Regions from separate parts of the Mus musculus genome. Here all the other regions are linked to region 4. A link is a contact called in public HiChIP or PLAC-seq and promoter capture Hi-C data. All regions are on one chromosome and are shown on one strand. The core of a region is the stretch at or near the end of the contact, and the rest is flanking DNA. Distances in the headings are between cores, read along the strand shown.

The links. Promoter capture Hi-C pulls out the DNA fragments that hold promoters and counts their contacts. HiChIP or PLAC-seq counts read pairs in DNA pulled down with a chosen protein or histone mark.
Region 1: an H3K4me3 HiChIP or PLAC-seq map of craniofacial prominence shows a contact between it and region 4, with 6 times the contacts expected there. The contact joins the promoter of Abcc8 here to the promoter of Sergef in region 4. A contact is called at or near these places in 5 of 39 promoter capture datasets (the 3T3-L1 cell line, cranial neural crest, embryonic stem cells and 1 more), 1 of 115 datasets of contacts at active chromatin or transcription factors (craniofacial prominence) and 1 of 9 other capture datasets (embryonic stem cells).
Region 2: a promoter capture Hi-C map of embryonic stem cells shows a contact between it and region 4, with 2.4 times the contacts expected there. The contact joins the promoter of Ush1c here to the promoter of Sergef in region 4. A contact is called at or near these places in 3 of 39 promoter capture datasets (the 3T3-L1 cell line, embryonic stem cells and pre-B cells) and 1 of 9 other capture datasets (macrophages).
Region 3: a promoter capture Hi-C map of embryonic stem cells shows a contact between it and region 4, with 4 times the contacts expected there. The contact joins the promoter of Myod1 here to the promoter of Sergef in region 4. A contact is called at or near these places in 17 of 39 promoter capture datasets (the C10 cell line, the HPC-7 cell line, the SN4741 cell line and 9 more), 7 of 115 datasets of contacts at active chromatin or transcription factors (embryonic forebrain, embryonic hindbrain, embryonic limb bud and 4 more) and 3 of 9 other capture datasets (adipose tissue, embryonic stem cells and liver).

What each region holds. Positions count from the first base shown.
Region 1 is chr7:46,178,677-46,182,057 of GRCm38.p6, forward strand. Abcc8 (ATP-binding cassette, sub-family C (CFTR/MRP), member 8) reads right to left here and starts at 1,357. Exons shown (of 39, transcript NM_011510.3): 1 at 1,126-1,357. The coding sequence starts at 1,273.
Region 2 is chr7:46,236,451-46,240,130 of GRCm38.p6, forward strand. Ush1c (USH1 protein network component harmonin) reads right to left here and starts at 2,040. Exons shown (of 27, transcript NM_001163733.1): 1 at 1,979-2,040. The coding sequence starts at 2,014.
Region 3 is chr7:46,374,366-46,378,001 of GRCm38.p6, forward strand. It overlaps Myod1 (myogenic differentiation 1), which reads left to right and starts at 2,109. Exons shown (of 3, transcript NM_010866.2): 1 at 2,109-2,934; 2 at 3,375-3,453. The coding sequence starts at 2,308.
Region 4 is chr7:46,638,084-46,641,392 of GRCm38.p6, forward strand. Sergef (secretion regulating guanine nucleotide exchange factor) reads right to left here and starts at 1,724. Exons shown (of 11, transcript NM_013789.2): 1 at 1,630-1,724. The coding sequence starts at 1,689.

The DNA.
Region 1 (3,381 bases), core at 107-2,606, 460 kb before region 4:
ATATGAACTGGATATCCAGGCACAAAGCCTGAGCCTGCAGGCCGGTCCTAAGCAGGGACCACCACACTGACCTCTTGTGTGACTGTCTACCCATTCTGTTTCGTTTCTGCTAGACATATGGGCATGCACATCATTTACCTCTGTCAGTAACTAGCAGCTTCCTTCTGCAGCAGCTCTTTATTTATTTATTTATTTATTTATTTATTTATTTTTGAGACGGGGTCTTATGTTGCCCACACGAGCCTTGAACTTCCTATGTAACTGAAGATGACCTTAAACTCCCTGATCCTCCTGCCCCCACCTCCCAAGAACCGAGATTTCCAGGATAGCCCGGCTCAGCAACTTTTTACTAATTTAGTTCAATGGCCACCTCGGCCTTCTACCCTAAAGAGTTTTAAAGATTTGCTATTTCTCTTAATTAATGTAAATGAACAGTCAACACTCTTTGAACAGAGCTGATTGGCCTGAGAGATTCAAGGATGTGGAGAGGAAGGGACCAGACTGGGCGCCCAACTTTGTAGACCACTTTCAGGCAAGCGCGCTGGGAGTCGAAGGGGGTTCCTAAATCTGATCTGAGTTGACTCACACTGTCCTGAAGAAGTTACAAGAGAAGAACTGCCTTTGGGGGTGGCGGGATACCGGCACCCAAACTCTATCTCTTTGCAACGTGGAACGGACCCCGGGCCTGGGAAATGCTCTGCCCAAAGTCGGGAAGTTGGGCCACCGGAACAGCTCGCTGACCTCCACCACCAACCTCCCTGGCTGGAGTCTGAGCTCCCTCCCGAGTCTGTGACAGCACGGCCGGGGGGAAAGGATGGCCTGGCTCCCGCCGCAGCGTCACTCAGGGTGAGGCCGATTCCCTCGCGTGCAGAGCCCCATCCCGAGTCAGGCTCTGCGGTAGCAAAACTTGGGGATCCCTAAGGTCGCTAGCGCCCATCGTGTCTGGCGCGAGTTCAAGGATAGGGGAGGGTGCGAGGGGAAAAAAAAAGAGACGCACAGCAGGGGACCCAGGAAGACCAGCAAGCCGGTGGTGCGGGACTGCCGGGGCCGCGCGCCACCCCCACCCCGGCCACTCGTCCTTCCCCCACCCGTCCTCCCGCCCTCCGTCGCTGGGCGCGCGCTCACCGATGAAGAGGATGGGGAATGTGATGAAGAGCAGGAAGACATGTGGCACTACGTTGAGCGCGTCCACGAAGCAGCCGTTGTTGAGGACACCTTGGTCCACCCGGTAGGCGGCCGAGTGGTTCTCGGTGCCGCAGAAGGCCAAGGGCATGGTGGCGCGCGCACGGGCTCTGCTCTGGCTCCGCGCGCCTCCCGCGCCTCTGTTCCTCGCAGCACCCTGGGCTCCCGCACGGCCCGCCCCGCCCCGCCCCGGCCCGCCCCGCCCCCACCTGCCGCTGGGCCCCGCCCTTCCAGCTGCTCTTGTGGGGCGAGGGTGGGGTCTCACCCAATGCGCACGTGCGCTGGGTGCGCAGGCGAGGCGGTGTCTGAGTGGGAGTAGTAACCAAGATGATCCGGGTGAGCCCGGAGTGCGTGGATTTGGGATTCCCGAATGTTGATTCTCTGGAACTAGGCTCAGCTGGATGTAGATCAGAGGGGTCCCCATAGGAACAGAGTGGCACAAGCCCGTACCCGATTCGGTCCAAAGAAACTAAAGAACTTGAACTTAGGAGGGTGCGTGGGAATTTTCAAGTGTCTCTGGCGCGGGGTCGCAGAGTGACCTCACAGCCTGTCCCGATCTTTCCCCTAAAAGATTCAAGGTGTCCTTGCTAGCCAGTGGGAACCTGGCCTGAATCTAGCTCTCTTCCCTTGTGGTGATTAGGGTTTTTGTTTTGTTTTTGTTTGTTTGTTTAAAGATTGGTTTTCTCTCTCTCTCTCTCTCTCTCTCTCTCTCTCTCTCTCTCTCTCTCTGTGTGTGTGTGTGTGTGTGTGTGTGTGTGTGTGTAGGTACCAATAGAGGCCAGAAGAGGAACTTGGATCCCCTGGAGCTGGAATTATTGGTTGAGAGCTGCCTGGCATGGGCGTTACTGGGAACAGAACTTGGTCTCCTCAAGAGAGCCCATGGGAATACTCTTAACCACGGGGACTTCTCCCCAGTGCCTGATAGTTTTTAATTGTCCACTTGCCACAACCTAGAATCAATTAAGAGCCTCAGTTGAGGAATTGCCTAAATCAGGCTGGCCCGTGGGTATGTCTGTGGCTAACTGTCTTGATTATTAATTACTGTGGGAGGACCCAGCCCACTGTGGGCAACACTATTTCATGAACAGGGCCCTGGACTGTGTAAGAGTGGAGAGAGCTAGGTGAGCAGTAGGAGAGCAAGCAAGGACCAGAGAGCAAGTAAGGGAGAACCAGAGAGCAAGCAAGGGAGGACCAGGGAGCAAGCAAGGGAGGACCAGGAAGCAAGCAAGGGAGGACCAGGGAGCAAGCAAGGGAGGACTACAGAGCAAGCAAGGGAGGACCAGAGAGCAAGCAAGGGAGGACCAGAGAGCAAGCAAGGGAGGATCAGAGAGCAAGCAAGGGAGGATCAGAGAGCAAGCAAGGGAGGATCAGAGAGCAAGCAAGGGAGGGTCAGAGAGCAAGCAAGGGAGGACCAGAGAGCAAGCAAGGGAGGACCAGAGAGCAAGCAAGGGAGGATCAGAGACCAAGCTTATCCTTTCTGGTTTTGCCTGTGGATGTGATACTATAAGCACATGCATGTATCCACTCCCACTGCTGTGGACTCTAGCATTCCTTTTTTCTTATATCATCATAATTATCATCTTCCTCCTCCTCCTCCTCCTCCTCCTCCTCCTCCTCCTCCTCCTCTCCCTCCTTTTTCTCCTGCTCCTCATTGATGGAATCTTGCTATGTAGCCCTGAATTCACTGTGTGGCCCACATTAGCCTCAAATTCAACCTTCCTGCCCTAGGCTGGAGTTTTCTTTTATTTTAGGTTTTTCTCTACATTTCTGCATTATTCTTTGTGCAGTTACATGCTCAGCCACGTTGTCATGGATGCACAACCTTTCAGGCAACTGAGGACTGCATTCATACCGAGGGCTTTGTGGGGAGGGGACATACTAGACTAGACTGCCTTCTGCTGTCATAGGTATCTCAGTACAGTGACCAGAGGCTCTGCTGCTGTGTGCTCAGTGGTGCCACCTAGTGATAGTTCTCAGAGCACATCCCCATCGTGAGATAGCATATGGCCAGATTCCTACATAACTTCTTATGTGGCCAGTCACCTTTCTGAGCTTCATTTTTCTCATTTCTAAATGGGTGGGGAGAGGAAGTCATATGAGCTGGGATGAGATCACAGGATCAAAGGGGCTTAGCGTGCAGGTGAGGCAGGTTCTCTATGCCCATTCAGTGTCTACAACTACCCTACACTTGCCTCTCCT
Region 2 (3,680 bases), core at 790-3,289, 400 kb before region 4:
CTCTGCTCTTATTCACCCCACCCCTCCCTGATTGACTGGCCAGGGGCAGGGTACGCCAGAGCTACTCATAAATGTGTGATTGCTGGAGAGGCAATAAATGTTTTCTGAGCAAATGAATAACCAGGTTTCAGCATGGCAGCTGGGAACAAAGAGGCTGCTTTGAAAAGCTGATGCTCCACACAGCTCCAGGGAGAGACCTTAGTCCCTGGTCATCCTGGCCCGGCCCTTTCCATCCCAAGGCCGTTCCCTCCATCTGGGAAGGAAAGTTAGTGTTTTAGGTGCCGTTGACTGCTTTTGGACCAGAACAGACCAAGAACTGGAGCGAACATTTACAGTAACACACACAGACTTTGGCTGGGGATCCGAGCATCCACACTCAATTCCTACCTAATCCTGTCTCTCACATACACACACACACAGCACAGCACAACCCCCTCACAACGAAGGAAACAAAAGCTCAGAGATCCAGTGGCTCGCTCAAGGTCAGTGAGTGGCAGAGATGAGAGTTGACCCTCAGTGTTGGGACTCTCCAAGAGTTCAATTTACATAACACACACTCGGACACACACACACACACACACCCCTTATTCAGCCTTCATGATAATGTTATTAAACAGTATGCTCAATTCACAAATTTGGGACCTGAGTCACAGGGAGGTCACCCAGTGTCAGCCATGACAACACATTACCTTAAACAGTACCTCTAGCAACTAAAGAGTTAGACTGTAAACTTCTGCTTAGGAGAGAATTTCCCCAAAACACTCAGGAAGGGGGTCTTTGGAAAGCTGTAAATCTCACCCAGCTCGCCTGTCTCTCAACCTCACCTTTCCTCTCAGTGCCTGGATGATCCGCAGCACGAGAGAGGAAGGCTGTTGCTATGTCTGAGACTACAGGGCACAAAGTCCAGCCCAGGCCTTGCTCGCTAGGATGCCTGCCCTGGCTGTGACATGAGAACATTAATAGATAATGACTCTGAGGAGGAGCCCGGACACGGAAATGCAGAGACCTGAGGCCCTCTAGAACCGGGAGAGGAAGAATAGAGGTGAATGTACAGTCAAGTCAGGCATCAGGGACCCTGGGGGTGATCCTCTCCAAAGAGATAATGTGTAGGTAACTCCACTGCAAGAAATTGAAAGAGAAGCCGACTTTACGTTACTCCCAGCCTGAGGCCAGGAAAGAGAAATTTAAGCTCAGACAGGAGCCAGGAGCCTTTAAAGTGGGTTGACTGAAATCGACACTCAGCAAATGTTAACTGCAGCTGAGCTGTCTCCCCCCCTCCCTGCCCTGACCCTGAAACACACACATCTCTGGGCTCAAGGCACATCACCGAACACAAATGGTCCCCTTGACAATTCAACAGGTGCCCCCCCCCTTCCCTGCTGAATTTTCTGCCACTTCTCACGACTGGGAGTGGGGGCAGGAGCATCTCGGCGCGTGCTTAGGAAGCTCTCACCCCTGCGGCCCCTACCGAACCTCTGTGCCCAAGGCCTGCCTCCCATCCACACTGGGCAAGCCATGGTAGGGTGCAGACGGGATCTGACACGGAATGGCTAAGTGCTCAGGACACGTTTAAATGAGTGATTGGCTGACCCCTGACGTTGGGCCAGAGCTCTTGGCCCTGTAGCCTCTGTGGTTCCACAGTGACTGGCTTCCGGGCATCTCTGGGTCTCTGTGTGGAAGGGAGGAGAGGGGACACCCAGAGTGAGCTTTAGGCACTCAGACCCTTCAGACTGAAAGGGCTTGGTATCAAGCGGCAGGGTGTGTATACAGCTCCCTTCCTTGCGCAGGACCTGTGATGAGCTGTTGACATGGCTTTACCCCCATCTGGGACCTGCTAGGAGGCCACCACTGGGTCCCCTGTCCTTCAGTGACCTTCTGTGGCCTCCACAGACCCTGTAATCTGGAAAACACATTAGGTCTTGGAGGACTTTGAAGAACCAATGTGGCCCCCTCACTGTCTGTCCCTCTCAGTTCTGACCTTGTGTCGGAATTCTCGGGCCACCTTCCGGTCCATGACTGAGCCTGATCCAGTTGCTTTGCAGCTCCACTTCTTAGGGTGCCTGGCTGCGGTGCTCTGGCAGGTTAGCTGCCAGGACAGGACCTGCCTCCCTCAGAGCTAGGGGTGGGGCCTGGAAGAAGCAGGGGTGGGGACAGCCCGGAGGCGGGGTCACCTGTCCTGCAGTTCAGCCGGGCGGCCCTGGAAGAAAAGAAGCCTCGTCGTGTGGATGTGCTAATGGTGGCTTAGTTAGTGAGGCTGGCAGTGTTTTCCAGAGTGGTCCACACACACATTAAGATGGAGGAGACACAGGGCAGTAGGGGTCAGGGGTAGTTTGAGACTGCTTTTCCTTTCTGAAAGAGCATCTCATGTGGCCCAGGCAGGCCTTGAAGTGAATGTGTAGCAGAGGCAGGCACAGTTGTAACTTCAGAGACACAAGAAGGCTCTTCTCTAGATCTCTCTGCCATTTGCCAGCAAGCAGCCTATTCTCATGGTGGCTAAATTATGGCCTAGACTAAGGTATAAGTATAAGTTGTATGCCTGGGGAAATAACTTGCGAGAATGATCCGGATTCTCAGCTTCTGATCTAGTACCACTCTGGTGCTGTGGAAAACACTGTGCTCAGAAGCAACTTGGGGAAGGAGAGCTCTATTCCATCTTAGGCTTCCAGGTTCTGTTCCATTGCTGACAGAGGCAAAGGCGGGAACCCAAACAGGAGCGTGAATCAATGTGTCCTGCTGGCTCACTCTCGTGCTCTGACTCTCGTGCTCCCAGGTTCATGCTTAGCGAGCATGCTTATAAGACTCAGGACCACCTGCAGAGGGATGCTGCGGTCACCATAGGCTTTCTGTAAGTCAGTAGCCAGGCTGTAGTCCAGCCTCTCTCCTTTACTGCCTCCTGCATCAATTAATACTTGAGGCAGTCCCCACGGACAAGTCCACAGGTTAATCAGACCTAGGCTTTGCTCTCAGCTGACTCTAGGTCATGTCAAGTAGACAGTTAATGCTAATTAGGATTCTTTGTCATTAACTGAGTAAGTCAGAAACTGGACAGAAAGGCTTATGGGGCATTTAGTGGTCCAGAAAAGACCACATGGGATGCAATCCTCTTTCAATTTACACCTTTGATTCTCTTTTTTCTTCTCTTTTATGTGAGTACACCGTTGCTCTCTTCAGACACACCAGAAGAGGGCATCAGATCCAATTACAGATGGTTGCAAGCCACCATGTGGTTGCTGGGACTTGAACTCGGGACCTCTGGAAGAGCAGTCGGTGTTCTTAACCACTGAGCCATCTCTCCAACCCCTTTTCTTCTCTTTTTTGAAGTTTATTTTTATTTTTGCGTATGAATGTTTGCTTGCACACACACACACACACACACACACACACACACACACAACCACACACACACAGTGTGCATGTCTGCTGCTGTGAAGGCTGTGAAGAGGGTTCCTGGCATTAGAATTATAAACAGTTGTATGCAATGTGAATGCTGGGAACAGAACCCCCATGCTCTGCAAGAGCAACAAGTCCTTTTAACTACTGAGCCACTTCTCTAGCCACTTCTGAATTTCCAAAGTATATCACATGGCTGTTGGTTTCATATTTAGAACCCGGGGAGGGGGAATGTCCTTACCCAGAAGAACGCAGCCCATAGCCACTCAACCCCTCTTTCCTGGCACCAT
Region 3 (3,636 bases), core at 859-3,358, 260 kb before region 4:
AGGGGGGAGGAGGAGGAGAACTGGAAGAAAAAACTAGAATGGAGCCATTAAGAAGAATGGTGGCTCTCAGTCAAGCTGGGGGGGCACAAGCTGAGTTTGAGTCTACTTGCTGTGCATTAAAGCAGTCAAGCACAGTCCTGTCCCAGGACCTTTGCACATGTTTGCCCTTCTCTCTAACTCTAAATACCTGCTAGAAGTAGCTTCTGTCTCCCTTCATCCAGGGCACTACACGAACACAACCATCCCAGAGGAACCTTCCCTGATTGCTGGAATAGAGATTATTATTTTTTTTTGCTTTGTTTTGTTTTATTTTATTTTATTTCATTTCATTCATTTCGTTTCGTTTTGTGGAATTTGTAAATCTCTGACACCACAAAGTTCCTTGCTTGATTGACCTACCTATAATTCAACTATGTGCATAGGGCCTTGGTTGCGCTTACTGCTGGGTTCCCAATACCTGGACCAGTAGCTGGTCTGTGATAGATAAGCCATGGTGAATGCTGAATGAATAAACAAAGTGAAACCATGGTGTAAAGTGTAAGCACTTCATGATGGGGTCTATCAGCACCGCCAGTATCAGAGACAAAAACCGTTGGACTTCAAAAGAGGTTCCTGGGTGAGTCTGATGGATAGAGAGGGCTTTCCAGTTTGTAAAAAGGAACAGTTAAAATGGCTTCCAGAAGTTAGTGGGAAAGACACCTACGTCACCCTTGCTTGGATTCCTGGCATCCGGGAGAGAAGACATAGCAAAAGTCCATAGCCAAGGAAGGCTTCTAGCCAGAGCCCCCCAAAAGCATGAACATCCCAGGGTTGGGGTGTGTTGGGATGTGTAGGAGAGCCAGAGATCCCACAAGGTGGCTCCTTCCTTTTGATCTTACCTCCCCAGTTAGCCTGCTGGAAGAGACCCAGCTGAAGTCTCCAGAAGAACAGAGCCAGAGCCCCCAGAGCCCTCTGCCAGATCTCAGTGCTGCAGGCAAAGCCAGAGAAGGTTGCTGGTTATGCTATGCAAGCGGGCAGGCAGGTGCTGGAAACAGAAGCAAGTCTCCCACCTCCACTGACATTTCCACATCCATCCCTGGTTTGGATTCTCACCCATCACCACAGTTACCCCCTGGACATTGTCATTGTTCCTGGATATGAAGTGGATACAGACTTGGGAAGAGGTCATCTCAACAAAGTTATGCCGACTCTACCAACTCTACAGTAGGTGAGGTTGTCAGGCCAGGTTCCAGCCATCACGATCCTTAAGAAAGGCATTTCCCAGGGTTCACTCAGAGCAAGATGGCACAAACCCATAGCAAACAGGTTTTCTTCTTCTCGGTAGAAACAGATCAACCTAGACCCCCATGGGTCTCTAGACACTCACAGAAAGTAAGTTGGAGGGAGCCTCCCTCTCTCTCCCTCCCTCTTTTCCTTGGACTGTCCACCCGGAGTTTGAGCAGAATGGCTTGAAGTTTTAATGATGATTCCCACTACGCATGCAAGGACAGCGCTGGGGTTCTAAGCTTCCCGTGGAAGAACAGATATTCTCTGAGCCATTCCCAGATGGAGAATGACCAAATAGCACTGCCACCGATTCATTTGTGCCAGGCTTGCTCACCTAGACCTTCTGAGTCTCACTGTCTCTTGCCCACTTTGTCCTTGGCTCAACTTCTCTGGGTGTGTCATCATTTCTCCACTCTTCTCTAGAACTTTCATTGTCCCGTAGCCTTGAGTCTCTCTCCAAACCTCCTGCAATCTGATTTCTAACTCCTATGCTTTGCCTGGTCTCCAGAGTGGAGTCCGAGGTCAGCTCCGAAGTGAGCACTGAGGTCAGTACAGGCTGGAGGAGTAGACACTGGAGAGGCTTGGGCAGGCTGCACCAGATAGCCAAGTGCTACCGCGTATGGCTGCCAGTCTCTCTGCCCTCCTTCCTAGCTAGGCAGCTGCCCCAGCACAGAGTCGCGGGAGGGGGCACTCCCTGGCCCCAGTGGCTACCCTGGGGACCCCAAGCTCCGCCCTACTACACTCCTATTGGCTTGAGGCGCCCCCGCCCCCAGCCTCCCTTTCCAGCTCCCGGGCTTTTAGGCTACCCTGGATAAATAGCCCAGGGCGCCTGGCGCGAAGCTAGGGGCCAGGACGCCCCAGGACACGACTGCTTTCTTCACCACTCCTCTGACAGGACAGGACAGGGAGGAGGGGTAGAGGACAGCCGGTGTGCATTCCAACCCACAGAACCTTTGTCATTGTACTGTTGGGGTTCCGGAGTGGCAGAAAGTTAAGACGACTCTCACGGCTTGGGTTGAGGCTGGACCCAGGAACTGGGATATGGAGCTTCTATCGCCGCCACTCCGGGACATAGACTTGACAGGCCCCGACGGCTCTCTCTGCTCCTTTGAGACAGCAGACGACTTCTATGATGACCCGTGTTTCGACTCACCAGACCTGCGCTTTTTTGAGGACCTGGACCCGCGCCTGGTGCACATGGGAGCCCTCCTGAAACCGGAGGAGCACGCACACTTCCCTACTGCGGTGCACCCAGGCCCAGGCGCTCGTGAGGATGAGCATGTGCGCGCGCCCAGCGGGCACCACCAGGCGGGTCGCTGCTTGCTGTGGGCCTGCAAGGCGTGCAAGCGCAAGACCACCAACGCTGATCGCCGCAAGGCCGCCACCATGCGCGAGCGCCGCCGCCTGAGCAAAGTGAATGAGGCCTTCGAGACGCTCAAGCGCTGCACGTCCAGCAACCCGAACCAGCGGCTACCCAAGGTGGAGATCCTGCGCAACGCCATCCGCTACATCGAAGGTCTGCAGGCTCTGCTGCGCGACCAGGACGCCGCGCCCCCTGGCGCCGCTGCCTTCTACGCACCTGGACCGCTGCCCCCAGGCCGTGGCAGCGAGCACTACAGTGGCGACTCAGATGCATCCAGCCCGCGCTCCAACTGCTCTGATGGCATGGTAAGGCGGGGGGCTCAGGAGGATGAGCAATGGAGGCGGCGCCTGGGGTATCTGCAACAGGTTTCCGAGGCCCTTGGGGTGGGGGTGTCCCTTATACCTAGATGCTCCTGGCATCTGACACTGGAGTCGCTTTGGAGACCCAGGGCATCTATGATTCTGCCGATTGGGGGTGGAACACTGCTGCGCAGACCCCGGGATATGCTTTTCCTTCTCATTATTACCCTAATGCAGATTATTGTTCCTGAGTGACTGTCCACTCTCAGTTTGGCCCCGCATGCGACAGCTTCCAGTGTGTGGCTGGCTCCTACCACCTGGGGCTGACCCAGTCCTGGAACCAGCAGCTGAGACTAAGGGAGTGAGGGAGGGGTGATGACAAGGAGTGTTGCTTGAGACCCACTCGGGCCCTGTAGACCTAACTCTGTTATCCTTGCTATTCGCAGATGGATTACAGCGGCCCCCCAAGCGGCCCCCGGCGGCAGAATGGCTACGACACCGCCTACTACAGTGAGGCGGCGCGCGGTGCGTATTCTCAGCTGTTCCCAGCTAGCAGGCCTTTATCGGCCTTCTGTATCCCCCTTGAAACTTTCCTCGCTCCCTAGGCTTAGTATCCTCTTCCTGCCTCCACCACATACATACCCGTACCTTGGGATGGCGGGGGGGGGGGAGGCTGGGGGGGGAGCATTGGGGGAGGGGACAAAGAAC
Region 4 (3,309 bases), core at 474-2,973:
CTCTGACATACCAGAATATGACTGTATTTGGAGACACACCTTTAAAAAGGTAATTAAAGTTAAATGATGAGACAGACCATAATCCAGTCTGTCTAGTCTCTTCCCAAGACACCAAGGATGCCCATGCACAAAGAAACAGCCACCTGAGGCCCCAGAGAAACCAAAAGTGCCCACACCTTAATCTCGGACTTGCAACTTCCAACACAGAGAAAATAAATGTCTATTGTCTAAGAACCCAGCCTGTGGTGTTTTGTCACGGCAGCGGCAGCGGCAGCGGAGGCCAACTAATACATGCTCCCTGATTACGCAGCAGGAGGAATACCCCAGCAGGCCTCCAAACACACTAGGTTCAGCCCTGGTTCTGTCTCTGTCCATTCAAGGCCACAGCTGAAAGGCTTTTCCTATCAGGTGTTTTTCCTCTGTCCAAAAAGACAGCAGTCTCCAGGCTGGAAAATGACAGCAACACATTCAGTTACTAACGCCCACCCCCACCCCACCCCCCAACCCCCACCTCCCACCCCCCCTGCCAAGCCTCGTTCAAGTGCTACTTCAAGGAGTTGAGCCAGCCAGCCAGGCCAAGCCATGCTCTCCTTTCTGACAGCCTTACACTCAACAAGTGAAAGGTATATAGATAAATTCTAATTTTGGCAAAAAACATAGCTGTTATGGCTTCCTCTATCACAAGAACTGGGAATAGCTATGTATTTCCCAAACATTAACAGATGGCTGTGCACACAAGTACTCATTCATTCGTTTCATTCGCTCGTTCATTCATTCATTCATTCATTCATTCTTTAGTCAACAAATATTTCCCTGGGGTCTACAAGATGCCAGGCACCAAGAGAGACAATGTGAACACCACTGGCTCAGTACTCGCTCTCAAGAACACCTCCGCTGTAGTCAAGGAGACTGCCGTTAACAAATCATGCATTCCATTACAATTTTGGTATTTAATACTAAGAACAGCAACACCCGACATATGCATGCTGTCACGCATGTCCCCCACACTCGTGGGTATAAAGCCTCCTCTCCAATCACACGGAAGGATGACCATAGGTCAGTCAAAGTGCAGTGTCAAACCTGCCCAGCCCAGACTTCCACACCCCCAGAAGAGAAAAGATTTGGTCACAGCCGAGTAACAGCAAATACGCAGGGTCTGTGCCTTGCGCGGCCATACTCCACAGGCCTCACATCCACAGGACGCTCCCCAGGGTGATGGCGCTGGAAAGAAGCCTTCCATCCTCCAAGCAAAAGGCAGGTTCGATGACACAGGTGGCCCCAGGAGCTCTGGGACCGAGATCTCTCTGCCAAGCCTCCACGCTGTCTTTCTAGGCAGTCTGGCGGCCGAGCGCTTTCCCAGAATGGATGCTTTGCTCTGGATGCAGGGTCCTCCCGAAGTGCTTCAGTCCCTCGGGTCCTCATCCCACAGCTAGCAGTAGGCCCCTCAGGCACTGCGGGGAGACCCTCCCTCCGCACCCTCTCCTCCTTGCTGCAACCCAGGATCCTCCAATCCAGGACCCTAGCTCGGGCCGCCGCCTCCCAGCTCCCTGCCACCCACGCAGACGCCGGGAGCTCCCGGGTCTCCTCGCCCCTTCGTCTCTGCCCTAGCCCGGGGGCGGAGCCACGTACCCAGGCGAAGAGCACAGCAGCGGCAGAGACAGTCTCGGAGGCGCAGGACTCCCGCGCCATGCACACGCTCAGCCGGCGCTTCCGGGAGGGCTGACGCGGGGCGGGGCCTCGGAGGCCAGGGGCAGGGCGAGTCCGGGAGCTGGGCGCGGTCAGCGGGATGGAGGCGGGGTAAAATTAGGGATTAGGAGGGGCTAATGGGACTGGAGCAAGACGTAGCTAGGTATGGTCCTGCCCTAGAGCGCCGGGACTCAACCAAAGCACTGTCAGCAGGCACCTCGCGGCCGCCAGGGAACACACCCGGAGGTGCCTTACTACACCCACACTCGTAATTCTGCACCATGTTCAGTAATCTGGAAAACTCGCCACCTGTCCCACGCTGCCCAGAGCAGATGACCTGACAGGGGTGCAACAGCACGGTGGGAAGGGACCTGAACTGAAGATGGCAAGAGTCCAGTCCTGAGTCTTCACGAAGCTACCTTGGCCCGCTTCGCTGTGCGTTTGGGAACCCGAGAGTCTTGGGGAGCCGTGTTAGCCTTCCACAGCGGAAACCCACTACTGGTGACACAACTGGGGCTGGCTATTGTCTGATGTGCCCCTGCGTTCTCCCTACTCTCCGCGGCCCCGCACCATCTGCCCTAATTCTAATCACGAGCATAGATAATTCTCATCCAAGATAGATTTTCATACAATACAGCTTTCTATCAACGTTGTCGTGATGTTGGTGAGAGTTTAGTAATACAGTGTACCAGTGCACACTGGGGGAAATGGAATTTGGAATCTGGAATCTGGAAGGAGGACAAAAAGATCATGTCCCATTTAAGGCGATGATCTGCATTCGTAGCTCTGGCCCCTGTACAGACAGGTCTCAAGGCCTCGCCTTCCTTTTCTTCCTAGACCCTCACATTGGAAAATGTGTCAGGGAAGCTTCTGTCTAGGTCTCACCTGTTCATGCTACTGACATGTTACTGTCTGCTGTGTCTTGTGAGGGAAGCCACCCTTGGTCTTTCCTCCTCCACACTGTGGTTTCTTGAAAAGTTTGGTGGTGGTGCTTAGAAAGATCCAGACAAGCCAGGCAAAGCTGCTCTTACTCCAGAAAGAGAAAATAGAAGCCGTGAGAGATTCCATGTGCTGTTCACCGGTTTGCTGTTGCCATTTTGATCACTTCTTTCCAGCCTGTTCTAATAGGAAGTCACAACAGGGTATAATAGAAAGGTGTCTTACCAGCAGTTCCGGAAGCAAGAAATGCCAGTAACTTGCACATTGCACGGTAAGGTGGACTTGTGCGGGTCTTGTGCATGCTGTCAACAGTCTCTGGTTTTACAGACAAAATCCCAGCACTGAAGAAGAGAAGTGGGCACAAAGGCCCCTCCCTGACGAAGAAGCTATTTGCAATCAATACTTCATGAGAAAGAGAAAACCAGTTGTCTCCAATGGGACGATTGGGCATATCAGTCACCCTCCTGGGTAGGTCCCATGCTCAGGAGTAGCTGACCAACATAAAACAGACTCCATGTTTCATGTGTGGTTTTGGTTGTCCTTGTTATGGTTTGGTGAGTGTGATGGTTTACATATGCTTGGCCCAGGGAGTGGCACTATTTGGAGGTGTGGCCTTGTTAGAGTAGGTGTGTCGCTGTGGACGTGGGCTTTAAGACCCTCCTCCTAGCTGCCTGGAAGTCAGTC